Linked DNA regions of Gossypium arboreum: region 2 is linked to region 1. Evidence: chromatin contacts called from public Hi-C data. All regions are on one chromosome and are shown on one strand. The core of a region is the stretch at or near the end of the contact, and the rest is flanking DNA. Distances in the headings are between cores, read along the strand shown. Region 1 holds the start of LOC108489576. Region 2 holds the start of LOC108487048.

What was found. A called contact is a pair of places that touch in the nucleus more often than the background predicts.
Region 2: a contact with region 1 is called in a Hi-C map of leaf, with 3 times the contacts expected there. The contact joins the promoter of LOC108487048 here to the promoter of LOC108489576 in region 1. A contact is called at or near these places in 2 of 5 Hi-C or Micro-C datasets (both in leaf).

Annotation. Positions count from the first base shown.
Region 1 is chr3:24,290,348-24,297,318 of ASM2569848v2, reverse strand. It overlaps LOC108489576, which reads left to right and starts at 3,842. Exons shown (of 2, transcript XM_017794222.2): 1 at 3,842-4,154; 2 at 4,398-4,939. The coding sequence starts at 4,032. The coding sequence ends at 4,829. It overlaps LOC108489578 (nuclear transport factor 2A), which reads right to left. Exons shown (of 2, transcript XM_017794223.2): 1 at 6,723-6,971; 2 at 5,117-5,537. The coding sequence ends at 5,463.
Region 2 is chr3:24,750,129-24,757,099 of ASM2569848v2, reverse strand. It overlaps LOC108487048, which reads left to right and starts at 2,988. Exons shown (of 3, transcript XM_053025600.1): 1 at 2,988-3,690; 2 at 4,274-4,370; 3 at 5,028-5,278. The coding sequence starts at 3,303. The coding sequence ends at 4,278. LOC108487049 reads right to left here and starts at 6,051. Exons shown (of 1, transcript XM_017791266.2): 1 at 5,578-6,051. The coding sequence starts at 5,960. The coding sequence ends at 5,751.

The sequences.
Region 1 (6,971 bases), core at 2,593-5,092:
TATGAACTTACCTTGCACTCAGAATTGACAATTCAGATCGTTTACTTGATAACCTTCGATTTCCCTCGATCTAGATTCGAATTCCTCTTTTCTTGATCTTAATTCAATCTCAAAGGGCCGAAACCCTAGAACTCTTTTTCTTTCTCTTTTCTTTTTATTTTCGGTTGATAAACATGATTATCAAGCCATATTTCATTTTGTTTTATTAAATTATAACTTATTAATTCAATTACCAAATTAACCTTACTAAAAACATTATAACATCACATATATTAAGTCCACAACCATCTACTAACCTTAATAGTGGCCAAATTTCATTTTAAGGACTTTACAATTAATAAACCATAGCAAATAAGTACTTAATCAAATAGAAGGCCACTTTTGTATTTTAAGCGATTAGGTCCTTTTTGCAAATTAAGCACACATATGATAAATTTTTCATACAAACTTTCACACATGCTTAAACACATATTGTAAACACGAAAATTAATATCAAAATATTTTTTAACTCGGATTTGTGGTCTCGAAACCACTATTCCAAGTAGGGTCTAAACCGAGCTGTTACAGTTTATATGGATGAAATATTGTTTATATGGATGAGCTATTGTTTGCAAATGGATTATTGTTTATATGATTGAGAATGAAATTTTACTAATGTTGTACATGATATATGAATTTGGTATAATGCAATGTATTGAGTATTGAATTGAAATAATGGATGTTTACATGTACTTATCTGGCTAAACTTGTTGATGAATGTTTGTGTTTAGACATTTGGAAGTTGAGTTGAGTATACCTTATTTATTGCCTTAATTGTATAAATGGTAAGTTTAATTCTGAATTATACGGGCTTACTAAGCTATAAAGCTTACTCTGTTTCTTTTTCCATGTTTTATAGAGGTTCGATAGCTCACTCGTTTTGGACATGTCGGAGTTACACATCACACTATCTAGTTGTCGATTGGTACTTTTGAACTTGTGGATATGTAAATATGGCATGTATAGGCTAGTATTAAAAATGATAAGTATGGTTACTTGAGATAATGATTTTGGTACATTTTGTGGTATAAGTCTAAGCCATGTGATTTGGCTAAACTTGATATTATGTTTTGGTATGTTTTGGTAAGTATTAGATGAAATGGAGTTATGCAAATGTTATCTTGATATGTGGTTGTCATATGATTGGAAAATGCATGATTTTAATTAGTTATTTGAATACTATGTTTAATTGGTATCATATATGTATAAAATTTATTGGAATGGCTGCCTATTGAGTTATGGATTGATGAAATTTTATGCTTGTGCATGTATGTGAAAATAGGGTGGTAAAATGGCTTTGCAAATAGCCTATTTTTGCCCACATGGGTATAGACACGGGCGTGTGTCTCGGCCGTGTGTGACACATGGTTATGTTACACAGCTGTGTGTCCCCTGGTGTTGAATTAAAATGAAGTTAGTATGCTCCACATGGTCTCACACACAGGCGTGTGACCGCCCGTGTGGTACAAGTCAGTATACCCCCTAATTGGCACACGGCCTAGCAACGGGCGTGTAACTTGGCCGTGTTGCATAAGTTAGTATACCCTATAGTTTTGGCATGGCCTGGGCTAGACACACGAGCTTGTGGTCAGCCGTATGACCCAAGTTAGTATGTATTCTTTGTTTTTACACGGCCTGAGACACGGGCGTGTCTAGAGCCGTGTGAGGCACACAGACTGTTCACACGGACGTGTGACCCCTGTATGTTTTGCAATTTTTCTTAAGTTTCTAAAATTTTCATATGCTATCGGTTTAGTCCCAAACCACTTTTAAAGCATGTTTACGGCATTGTAGGCTATTATAAGGGACAAATTGTTTGAGTTTGAATGATGATTGTATGATTTGATCGATGTATGAAAATAGTGCATTTATGTGTTATTAAGTCCGGTAATACTCTGTAACCCTATTCTGGCATTGAATACGGGTGAGGGGTGTTACACCCTCACCTCTTCTGGAACTCTTCTCATTCAGCACCAGAGGGATTCATCACATTGAAGCCCAAATCAACACTGGTAAACTAGCGCAAGCAATCGAAATTCACCTAACTCACATCAAAAGTCCCATTAATAACTTAGGTGTGTAGAATATGGTTGTATCTTAATTTGGGAATATAATTTGTTATCTCCATCGTGGTATCTGTCTTGTACTATTCTAAGGCTTCCTTGTTCGCCTTCTGCACTCTCTCCAAGTCTGCTAAGTGTCGTTCCTCCAGGGACTTGATCTAGCTCTTCAGTTGGTGTACACTATCCTCGAATTCCATCTTTAGAGAGTTGTACTAAGTCTTCCAGCTAGAGACAGACTTGGCAAACTCATGGATATGGTGGGCTGTAGCCTCTTGTGTTTGACGAAGCTGAGCCAGTTTTTAATCTCAATATGCCAAGGCCATTTCTAACTGGGCTCGTCTAGCTTCACTTCTACTACAACGCTTTCGAAAGGCCCAGCCAAGAAAGCCACATTGATACACAATTATCTAGTAGGAGTCCACCAACTTTGTTAGTGATGGTTGGTTAGCTTCAGAGGACAAGGGTAGAGTGCATTCTTTCAACTCTTAAGGGAGGCCACTTTCCTTCCATTGGTTGATTTCGATTGGAGAGAAGGATGCTGACCCCCATTAAAAAGGTCCCTCCATGAGAATAACCTTGATGACCCACTAGAAGAAAAGGGATTTTTCTTTAAGCCAGTAGGGATAGAAGATCGTATAGAAAGGGCAGTGTTGGGAGAGGGCTCTTGAGGCGGACTTTGGGAGCTAAGAGTTAAGTCCATTAGAGTGGCAAACTCTATTTTCGGGATGAGTAGGGACAACCAATAAAGTAATCTCCTTTTTAGAGCTAACTGGTTTCTTGCTTCGCTTACGGTGGACCAACCTACTGCCACTGCTCTCATTGGTACTATAAGAGCCCTTTTCAGTCCTTCTCCTTTTATGGCTACTACCAGGCTGCACCCATGTATCAGCCACTATAATGGCCTCATGTGTCCTCTCTATCAAAGGCTCCACGTCCATGTTAGAAAAAATCTACTTTGAAAACGGTTTTCTTACACTGTAGAAAATTAAAAATTTGAAAACTAACCCAGTTTGTGATATTTATAGCAATAAACCTTAACTGGATACGCACCTGTGTTTTTTGATAAACAGATCATTTATGGTTCACAGAATTCATGGGTTCTTCACACAACTTGGCTAATCTCCCTTTTCGACCTCAACCATGAATTTAACTACGCTGAAAGAAATTTCTTAGACACCTTTACCATCAAGATCACTGAAACTCAGTTGTGATGCAACCTTTAATAATTCATCCCACAAAACTCAGCTGCGATGCAACCTTTAATAATTCATCCCACAAAGCAAGCATTGTTGTTATTGTTAGGGATAGTCAAGGCTTGATGGTTTTGGGAGCCACCGCAAAACTGGCTGCACATCAGCATTTGTGGTTAAAGCCTTTGCTCTAGGGCTAGGTTTTTAACTAATTTTCCTTCAGAACTGGCATAATACCATCCTCGAATCCAACAACAAATCCTGCATTGATGCATTGCTCGGTGAAAATGATACGTTGCTGCAATTTTTTATGAACTTAACTCCCTCATTTCTTCTATTTGTAATTGTTCATTTTCTTTTTCTCCTAGGGAAAGCAGTCATAAAAAAATAATAAGATTCGATTCAATTCATAAAATTATAATTTATTAAGTTTAAGTTTAAATAAAGTCGAATTAAAATTAAACCCACTTAATCAAATCAAACACTAGATTTGGAGAAAGAAAAAGGCATAGTTGGACTTGGAATGGGTTTTGGATGTGGGTTTCATGAACATTCGCAGATTGGGCAGTGGGCCAGACAAGATGACATCATAGCCTAGTGGCCTCAACTTTGTTATAGCTTTAGGGGGTTTAGACATCCATTGCACCTGTTCAACGTCTAAGCGGAAGAAAAACCTGTCACCGGCGGCTTTCATCCACCTCCAACAAAGAAACAAGTGAAATTTCCATGTTGAGAACCAATGGAATCAACTCAAGATATTGAGCTTATCAATCAGGAAATCCAGAAACTCTTAGAAGGTACCACAGTAAAAGATATCTCTGAAAACGATAATGACCACCTCCTCTCCAGATTGTTCTGTCAGGTATGTACACTACATCACAAAATCCAAATCTTAATCTAAAACCAAACTATTCATTCATTCAGAGCAACTTCATATGAACTAACCAGACCTCGTTTGCAAAATCCCCATTTAAGATGCCCTTACACTCGCCAACTCCATAGTTCTAATTCCCCCCCATCAAAAATGGGTTTTTCTTCATCTTGAAGAACTAATTTAAACATCATTGGGATTTATTTTTAATGTTGTAATGCTGTTGTTGAACAGTTAGAATCATTAAAAGAAAATAACACCCTGAAGCAATCTGAAGTTGAGGAGTTAAATTTTCCAAGGGCTAAAGATGATAAAGCAGAGGCAAAAAGTGAAAATGGCAGTGGACGTGGGGGAATGGGTGTTGAAGAATTGGTGAAAGAGCTTAAAGCAATAAAGAAGCAGAATACCATAACCCATGGCCTTCTTTTGGTGATGATTGTCGTCACTTTGTTCTGGCAAGTCTCTGAAGCATCACTCCTCCTCCAGGTTAAAAATGGTCTCACTCACCCTTTCAAATCTGTTGGAAGTTGGCTTGTTACACTGCTCAAAGGTCGAGCCAAACCTACACAACAACATTGTAATCACCTTGTTGATGCTTCAGCTTCACCTCCCTCTCTTCAACTTCCCGAGTTCCCACATCTGGGATCCAGCGGTGATGGACACTGAGTGGGAGCCATCCAAGGTTTTACCAATCATAGTTTTTGTTTATTTTGTTCAAAAGTGAGTAGCAAAGTATCGAAATAATAATTTTATTTAGGATTCCATCTATTATAATCAATCAATAATCCAAATTCTACTCTCCTTTGCTTTGGTTTTTAACTCAGTTTTAAAGATTGTTTTCATTGGGCTTTTCTAATCCAATAATACATCTGTGATTCCAAGATAATCATATGTGCTTGTGTATATCACAACATTAACCACCCAATGTTTCAAAACCAAGGTCCAGACCCGTGTTATGTGCACGAACAAGATTCAATCCTTTCAAACGAAAATAATACAAGGAAACAGAAAAAACATTCACAGTGGGCATACAATTGCATATACATATCTATGATTCATTTGATTTGAAAATAACTGAAATAAGTCTCAATCAAAACATCCAATTCACAGGATAGCGTCTTTGACCAACTGAACCAATCAGTCCCTGAAATATGGAGAGATATGGAAACCATAATGGAACACGAAACATAATCATCCCCCAAAAAAACAAAATTCCAAATTTCATTAGAGCCTAAAATAGGCAAAACGTGTTTTAAATCCTCAGGCATTGTATTCCCATCCCTTGATTAATCATCGTCTTCACGCGTAGTTCAACCTGAATATGTCATTCAACACATAAAAGCTTCCCTGTGGCGTTGGCATCAAATGAAACATCTGATAGCAGAATGCAACATAAGGATAACCTAGGTTAGTAAAGTTGTTAATGAAACTGAACCAAGGCATTGGTGGATGCAATATCTATTAGTTTTCTAAACAGAACATTAAAAACATAATGTCTTTGCATTCATAATTTTAGGCAACATAAAACGGTTAACTACTATGTTGCTCAAATTGGGGTGTTAATGTCGATGTCTGTATATTCAATTTCCTCTAAGTTATAAAATTTAGAGGATCTTGGAGGCTCATATCCCCATATCTATACCCAAAAATATGTTGAATACAGATGTGTACTTCAAAAAAAATGTAATCTGGGATAAACATTGGTTAACTATCAACATAGATGAAACACATATAAAAGTTTGCTCCACGTGAATGAAAGACATAAACCATAAGGAAATCATCAATGTCTCCAGGTGAGGAGGGGGCATGTGGTAGTGGATTTTCTTTTATATCCAGTAGAGTCGCAAGAAACAACATCAAGGGAGATGGCAGATAATTGTTCAGAGTGAGCACTGAGAGGACCTCTGTCACTTATGCGAAAAAGACAAGTATAAAAATGAAATGAGTACAAGCAAAGGGCGCAATAAACAAAATGAAACAAAAGCAAGCTCTTGAATGCAGTGTCTATAGTATAATTACCTACACAACTACGGCCCACACCACGCTTATAGCAAGAGGATAGGAATATCCAGGACCGACACGGTCCAAATAATTGATGACAAGGAACATGTAAATGTGCAGTTCCAGGTTGCAAAACAAAGTAAAAGTGGAGCAGGTTCTATGGAAAGATGGTGGATCCAAAAACAAATCCACATCTTCCAAAACGTATTATGGCACAATTTAATGAAATCGGGTTTATAGCCGAAATAACATTTTTTTTTACCTGAACCAATCCCATCAATATAGATGCAAAATGAATGAAAAATGTGCAATTCCTGGAACTGTAATCTTAAGCAAATCCGATGAGCATTAATGCTTAAACATCACAGATAAGACCATTATTAAGATCCCATAGAGAACATTTCCATTCCCGCTCCGGCTTCGGTCAGATCAAAACACCAACTTAAAAGATCCACCAATACGAAATGGAATCGTGAAATTAACACAAGGATATAACCGATGAATTCAAGAGTGACACATAAGATTAGCCGTAGATGGCTGAGCTAATAAGAAAAATACCTGGCTGAACTTGAGAGCATGCTGCTCGCCAACGAGTTGGAGGTTACCGCTGACGAAGACGAGCATGCCGCCGGAGCCGGAAGGCTGGCAATCGACGGTGGTGATGTTGTGCTTGCACTGCTGGAAAGGAAGGCTGGTGAGTTTAACGACGATGCTCTGAGAGCCCTGGATCTTTTGACCTTCGAAGGTCAACATGGAACCTTCCTGGTAGAGATTGGCTAAACCGGCCCGGTTGGCATCGAATGTGGA
Region 2 (6,971 bases), core at 1,739-4,238, 460 kb before region 1:
ATATTTTATTACTTATAAATAGATCTTTCACAATCAAATATTTTACTTCTAACTCTTTAACGGGATGATGACAAAAGAAGATCATAAAAATTATAAAATAAATATAAATTAATAACTCAATCCTCTCTTTTTATCTTTTCAAAATAAATATTTATAACAATAGTGATTCATATGAAATATAATATTTTCCTCATTCACAATCTCAATATAAGATCCATTATAAATATCTTTTAAAACCAATGGATTAACTATCACAAGATATTAATACATTAGCTCTTCTCGAGCTTTCAACTAATTTTGTAGTATCAAATCTGGAATAATATTTGTTTGTTTTAGTACCAAATAAGATAAATATTTTCTATCTATAAAGATAAAATTTATTATTATATTCTCATATCATTCCTCAAAGAATATTAATAGAAACAAAATATTTGGACGCATGCCACATGTGGCCAATAATCTTTCATATCATATTGATAACATAAGTTATCTTTACGCTTTGAAGAGTTAATCTTAAAAACTCTCATTGTTCTTTTATTTATTACTATGTTCCCACTTTTAGTGATCCATGATTATATCTTTTTTTTTCTTTATATTTGCATTTATTTCAGAGAATGCAATAAATCTAGTAGGATAGACTTCTAAACGCCTCCATTGATTCTTTATTTCATAATCACCATACAAAACATGCGTGAATTTCAAATCAAAATCTATCTATTCATGTTATCATGATTAGTCTCCAATCACACCTTCAATTACAACAACAATCATGATCTCTATATTTTTATTTTTCATAATTGTTATGTACTACTACATTCATTTCAGGGAGTGAAGCAAAACTAGTGGGAAGAATTTTATAGTTTTCATTAGTAACTTGTTATTTTGCTTAGCCACTAGAAGGTATGAGATCGTTCGAAAATAATGTTAAAGTTATTTTCACAATATTGCTACTACAGAGCACATTAGATATTCCAATCATATAGTGTAATGTATTCCTTCGAGAATATATATAATACAAATACATGAGTATCTCATGTTATTTATATATATGGTTATAATGTAAAACACATAAAAGTTTTATTCAACATATATCTTCTTGATCTAAAAATAATATTATATTTTACAAAAATTTACATTACAAGGAGCTAAAATATAAGCTTTAAAGAGCTTTTTATAGTTTGATGCAATATTAGCTCTTTAGGAGCATATAATCATATAAATTTTTTAAAATAAAATTTTACTTATTCATATAAGAATAAAATGAATAGGTATAAATAAAACATATATTAAACGTAACAAATAATAAATTCATGTCACTAATAAATCATTGTGGTTAGATAATATATATTTTATATATCATACCACAACAAAATACAAAATATTATAATGTCAAATTAAAATAACTTTACAGCTATAAAAGTTTAAACATAAACATTTTCTAACCTCTACCTCTTATGACATAATTTCATTTCAAATCTTACAATGATTTGAAATTATCACGAATGTGGTGAATATCCTAAAGTTCATGATAAGTAAGTTTTTTATATCACATTTTGCAATAATCATATATCTTAATCAAAATCAAAATTAAACCAATCAATTCTATTAAAATGAAAAAAATATTTATCTCCACATAAAAATCCCAATAACTAAATGCGTGAAGGGTTTTATAAATTCATAGAGATACAAATAGTGAATTATATAAATTGAACTTTTTAATAGAAATCAAATCAAATTTCAAAAAAAGTTCATTAGATTAGCTTACATTACCATGAATGAGAAGTAGTGATTCTAAACATCTTTTGTAATGAAGAGAAACAGATCATCCCTAAGCAAATATCAAAAAGTAAACTTTGAGAGTGAATCTTACTTCTCGATTTCATATAGATAATGGTATCAAATCTTTCACAATCCTTAAGAACAAAAAGTAAAATAAATTAATCAAAACAATGATAACGATAATGAAATAAGAATGAATAATGATAATAAGATATGAAACATTAAATAAAAGAAACTTCATGTAAAAACTCTGCGTCTTACTGTAAAAAATATTGAAAATCATGAAGGATAAATTTGGTTGTCAATAAAAGAAACTATCATTTTGAGCAAGATCGTGCTGATAATGTGTTATAAAATAAAGAAAAATGTTGAAAATAAAGAACAAAGAAAATATGAAAGCAATAAAGAATGTAGTTTATTGATCAAAAGGATAATTACAACGCTTCATCGTAGTCTCTATTTATAGGAATAAAAATATAGAAGAAGTAGAGATCATTATTAGAATTTAAAATATATTAAAATTTTATCTTGATTATAATGGACATCCATTTAATAAGATATTCATAACAAATTAATTGTTTTAGAATTTTTTGAAAATAATCAGTTAGTAAATTAATTTTTTAAGAAATTAAAATTAAGAATTATTTTGAAAATGAACCTTACCAATATATAGGTATTAATTTATTAATTATAAATAAAATTAATTAAATAAATTAAACATTTAATGTATCTCAAAGAACTATTCCAATAAAGTAAATATTTTAAAATGGATATATTATAATTTTTATTAAAATACTTTTTAAAATTTAAATATCTATATTTATTATAAAACTAATACTTAAACATTTGAATTAGTGTGGTAAGTTAATCGAATATAAATTCAATTAAAAATAAAAATATTTACTTTATATAGTTAATTGTATTATTTTGAATCTAATTTTTTCCATGTTATATATTTTATATAGAAAATATAAATACAAAAATATCTACACATTTGAATTAAAGCATCTTTATTATTTAGATCAATTTATAAATACATATATTACAAAAATTTATTTTTCACTAGCTAATCTATAATTTAGAACATAAAAAAAAAATAAAGTCGTGCAAATCAGGCATTAAGAAAAATAGCCACGTGGGAGTTTTAGGTAGGGACGCCTAACTTAATCCTTCACGCTTTTGTTTCGGGCATTAATCTCTGTTTTTGTCTTTGTTTTTACTTTTTTGCTATCTGAAAATTCCATTTAAATGGAATAACAGCAGCGCCGCGTCACTTTTATCTTTTGGTTACCCTCCAAATTTTCATGAGAAACAAACAAAGCCTTAGCCTTGGCTGGAACCCTCTGATTGTTAATTTTTCTCCAATTAAACGGTGGTTTTGATAACTGTGTACTCGTTTTTCCGGTTGCCTCGTTTTAGCAAAAATAAATTCTAGTTATTGTTTCCAATTTTCACTCCCCCCCCCGGCTCGGATTATAGGGTTAGGACAATTTTCATCTAGGAATTTTTCTGAGAAGAAAAAGATGATGAGAAGACAACAACGAAATCAGGGCCAACAATCAAGGTTTTTCTACGAGCTGTTGGCGCTGGTCCTAAATCTTCTACGATTGCCTACGATGCCGCTTCCCTTCTCTGACCAACCAGCCGCCCCGGAGAGGATTCCTCTTCCGCGAACGGCATCGATGACGACGATACCGCCGGCGGGATTCGCTTGGCTGATGCTAGGAATATCTATTTCGTTGATGCTGTGTGGATCAGTTACTTTCTTTATAGGGTTCATGTTGATGCCTTGGGTTCTTGGTTTGGTCATGGTTTGTTACGTTGTTGGGATTGTTTCAACGGTCTCCATGTTAGGTCGTTCGATTCTGTGTTACGCCATGGCCCCTCCTTCGCGGCGAAAGGATATCCCTGGTAATTTGTTTGTTGATTATTTCTTCTTGAATGGGTTGATTTTGTGTTGTATTTTACATGTACTTTTTCTCTTAAATTGTGACTTTTTACCTGTTGATGTCGCATTATCTGTTTTCGTGAAGGACTGGGGATAAAAATGTGTTCAATTCTAGGTTCTCCTAATTTTTTTTTGGATTAATTTGGAAATTGTACATAAAAAAGAAAAGAAAGAACTTTATAATAAACCCTAGGTTCTTCCTTTCGTACGTTTTTGTCAAGTTACTGGATTTCATCATTAAGTGACTCTGATTTCAATAGCACGCTAATAATGGCAATATACTGTAAGATTTGTAGGTTTGAGATTGGGGGTATATTTCATGATTGATAGTTGAATGGGTGAAGATTAAAAAAAGAAGAAGGATATTTATTGAACTTAGAGGACTAAGTAAGTAGGATATTGTGAATTAGAGCTATGTTTTGCGAAGTGCCTCTTTTGTTCGCAGGAATTAATTCTGTTCCATCCTCTGCATTTTTTTATTAGCCTTAAATCGCTTTTGATAGATTCTGCTAAAATTTGGCGTTTGATATTTTGTATTTTTACTAGTGTAGTGCTGAACTGCAGGTTGCAGCTATGAGAGGTGAGCACCAAACCTAGGAGAAAAGAAACTGTGAAACAGAGCTTAATGGGAACTCTCTTTCAGGTTGGTTTTGGTGGTGGCCGAACCTTTGGTTGGTAGGATTTAAGAAGTTCCTGTCTTGTTACACCCCATATTCCCCATCTCCTTTTATTTGGAATGCTTTCAATGCTTTCGAATATCAAATATGTTGTTTACTCTTCACCAAAATTATGCTTTCTAGTTTGTCCAATCTTTTATTTATCTGTTGATCTTTGGTGCATGCCTTTCCTGAACCTTTTATGCAATCCAATGCAGATCTTTCTTCCTACAGCACGGGAAAAAACTTTTTTACTAGTTAAAAAGGGGGAAAAAATGAGTTTTTGTCTATGAGGTTTGGTTTTTTTTAATATTTGATTTGAAATGAGCTTTGGGTTTAACTCGAACAGGTAAACTGAGCCTTGATGTTAATTATTATGGCATTGCTTAAGGTTATAATAGGTTCATGATATCGCATTAATGACCCGTTTTGCAACAAATTTCCTTACTTATTATACCCTGCCGCTCTCCGATCCTTGGGAATCATTTGAATCAATTACCTTTTGCGTTAGGCTGCTAAATTTTATCCTTGTTTGCGTGACATGAATGTATCTCTTCTTCAATCTATAAAATTTAATGCAAAGATTTAGCAGATCACTGATAAGACTTTATATTCAAAACGCTGTGGGAATTGTGGCATTGCAGCATGGGAACTTATGTGAAGAGAAAAACAAGATCGAGACAAGAGAGTTGGAATATGGGTTGGATAATTGAGGAGCACTGGAGTTCTTGGGAAACCTATTGTACCAGGCTTTCTTCCAGTAGTAATGCATGCTGGAAATGTGTATAAATGTTGCTTCATATGTAACTGAGATATGTGGATGTATTATAGCGTCTTTGTGAATACAACTATTGGTGTTCTATTTTGGTTATTACCAACCCTTTATTGCGTGCAAGTCTCTCCCATCGTTTACTTGTTGGATTTAAGGGACTTCCGTTGCTTTGTTTTTTAACGTTCAAAATCTTCATCAGCTAATCAGCATAGAATTTCTTATCCAAATGGAAGGTTAAAACAAGCAAAAAAAGACACTTCGACAAATTATCTACTAGGCAGGTGTCTGTTAAAGAGGTCTTTTTACTTTATATATATTTATTTATTTATTTTCTTCTTTGTTGTTGTTTCCTTCAAAACTAATTTTTGTCCAGAAAGTTGTGAGATTATCCTCAGAGTCCGAACATAAAAATAAAAGCACAATTTTGCTATTTCACCAATCATTTCTATTATTCTACTACTGCATTAAGGCCAACAAGATAACAATCCAAAACCAAACACTTCACCCTGGGGAAATACATTAACCAATCAGAAGGGTAATAAAAGAAAAAAAAAAGGACTAAATCTTACAAAAACACAATAATAAGAGTGGCAGGCTATCCAGTGTAGATGTGAACACCTATGGCGATGAGGAAGATAGTGATGAGTCCAAAGAAGATAATAGCATGGACAAGAATGGAAATCCCACTGGTTTGCATGTTCCCAAACTCCACCACTTTGTTCCTCCCTGGCAACTGAAACAACAATCCTGGACTTAACAACACAAATAGCACCACCGCTATCACCACCGGTCCCCAGTCCGCCATACTTTACTCTTCACACTCTCTTGGAATGAATGAAGCTTTGAAAAAAGGTGGGTTGTGGTTGAAAGAAGCAAACAACGCACGGGGAGAGGGAAATATATACATGCATGTCTACATCGTGGGTTCTCGACAGATGCCAGTGCAATAACAACGTGGCAACATTACGGATCGTCCGTCCCTTTCCAATGACTGTAAATTGTAATCGTCTGTCTATCCTTAGCTAATATAATTAATATTTCTTTCCTTTTTTCTGATTAACAAATAAGAACCGTCTTTGGTTTTTATTCCTTTACCTTTTCTTAATTTTTTTTTCCAGAACATGGAAGAATTCCTAAACTGCAAGCAGTTGTCACATGATTTGATTTCAATTTCAGAGCTTCCAAGTTCTATTTTTCTTTTTACACATGTTGAATTCGAATTAGAAATTCGTTTAAAGTGTGAATCTATGAGTTGCAATTGAACCATGTATTTCTGTTATTGCTTTTTTTCTTCTAAAAAATAACCTTATGAAAAAGGAATAAGAACATATATATATATAATTACCATATTACACAAAAGGTAAGGCCTTGGCAGGATCTTTTATCCAGCATGGCAATAATATATAAAAGGAGCAATCTTAACCTAGTAGACAAGTTTGAACATGGTATGGATTGGATTCAACATTTTTGCATCATAATATAAAGTCATTATACATGTAAAAGAATCCAAATGCACTCTCTTCAGCGGGGTCATTATTTTTGGGTAAGAAGTGGATTCCGACTAATGCCTAACAGTCATGTTGCTTGATTTAGTTAAAATTCCCAATCATGTCCGGTTGAAGTCTAAATCAAAAGCTGTTGGTGAATTACATCAGAAACTCCAAAGTCAAATGGCCTGTCAAACCATTTTCTTTCATTTCGTGGCTGATTTTAGATTTTAATGTTTGATTGCAAAACACCCGGCATCAAGTAATTGATACAACTACAAATCATTAAATTTAGTCCAAAATCTATCATGAAGAATATATATGCGCAT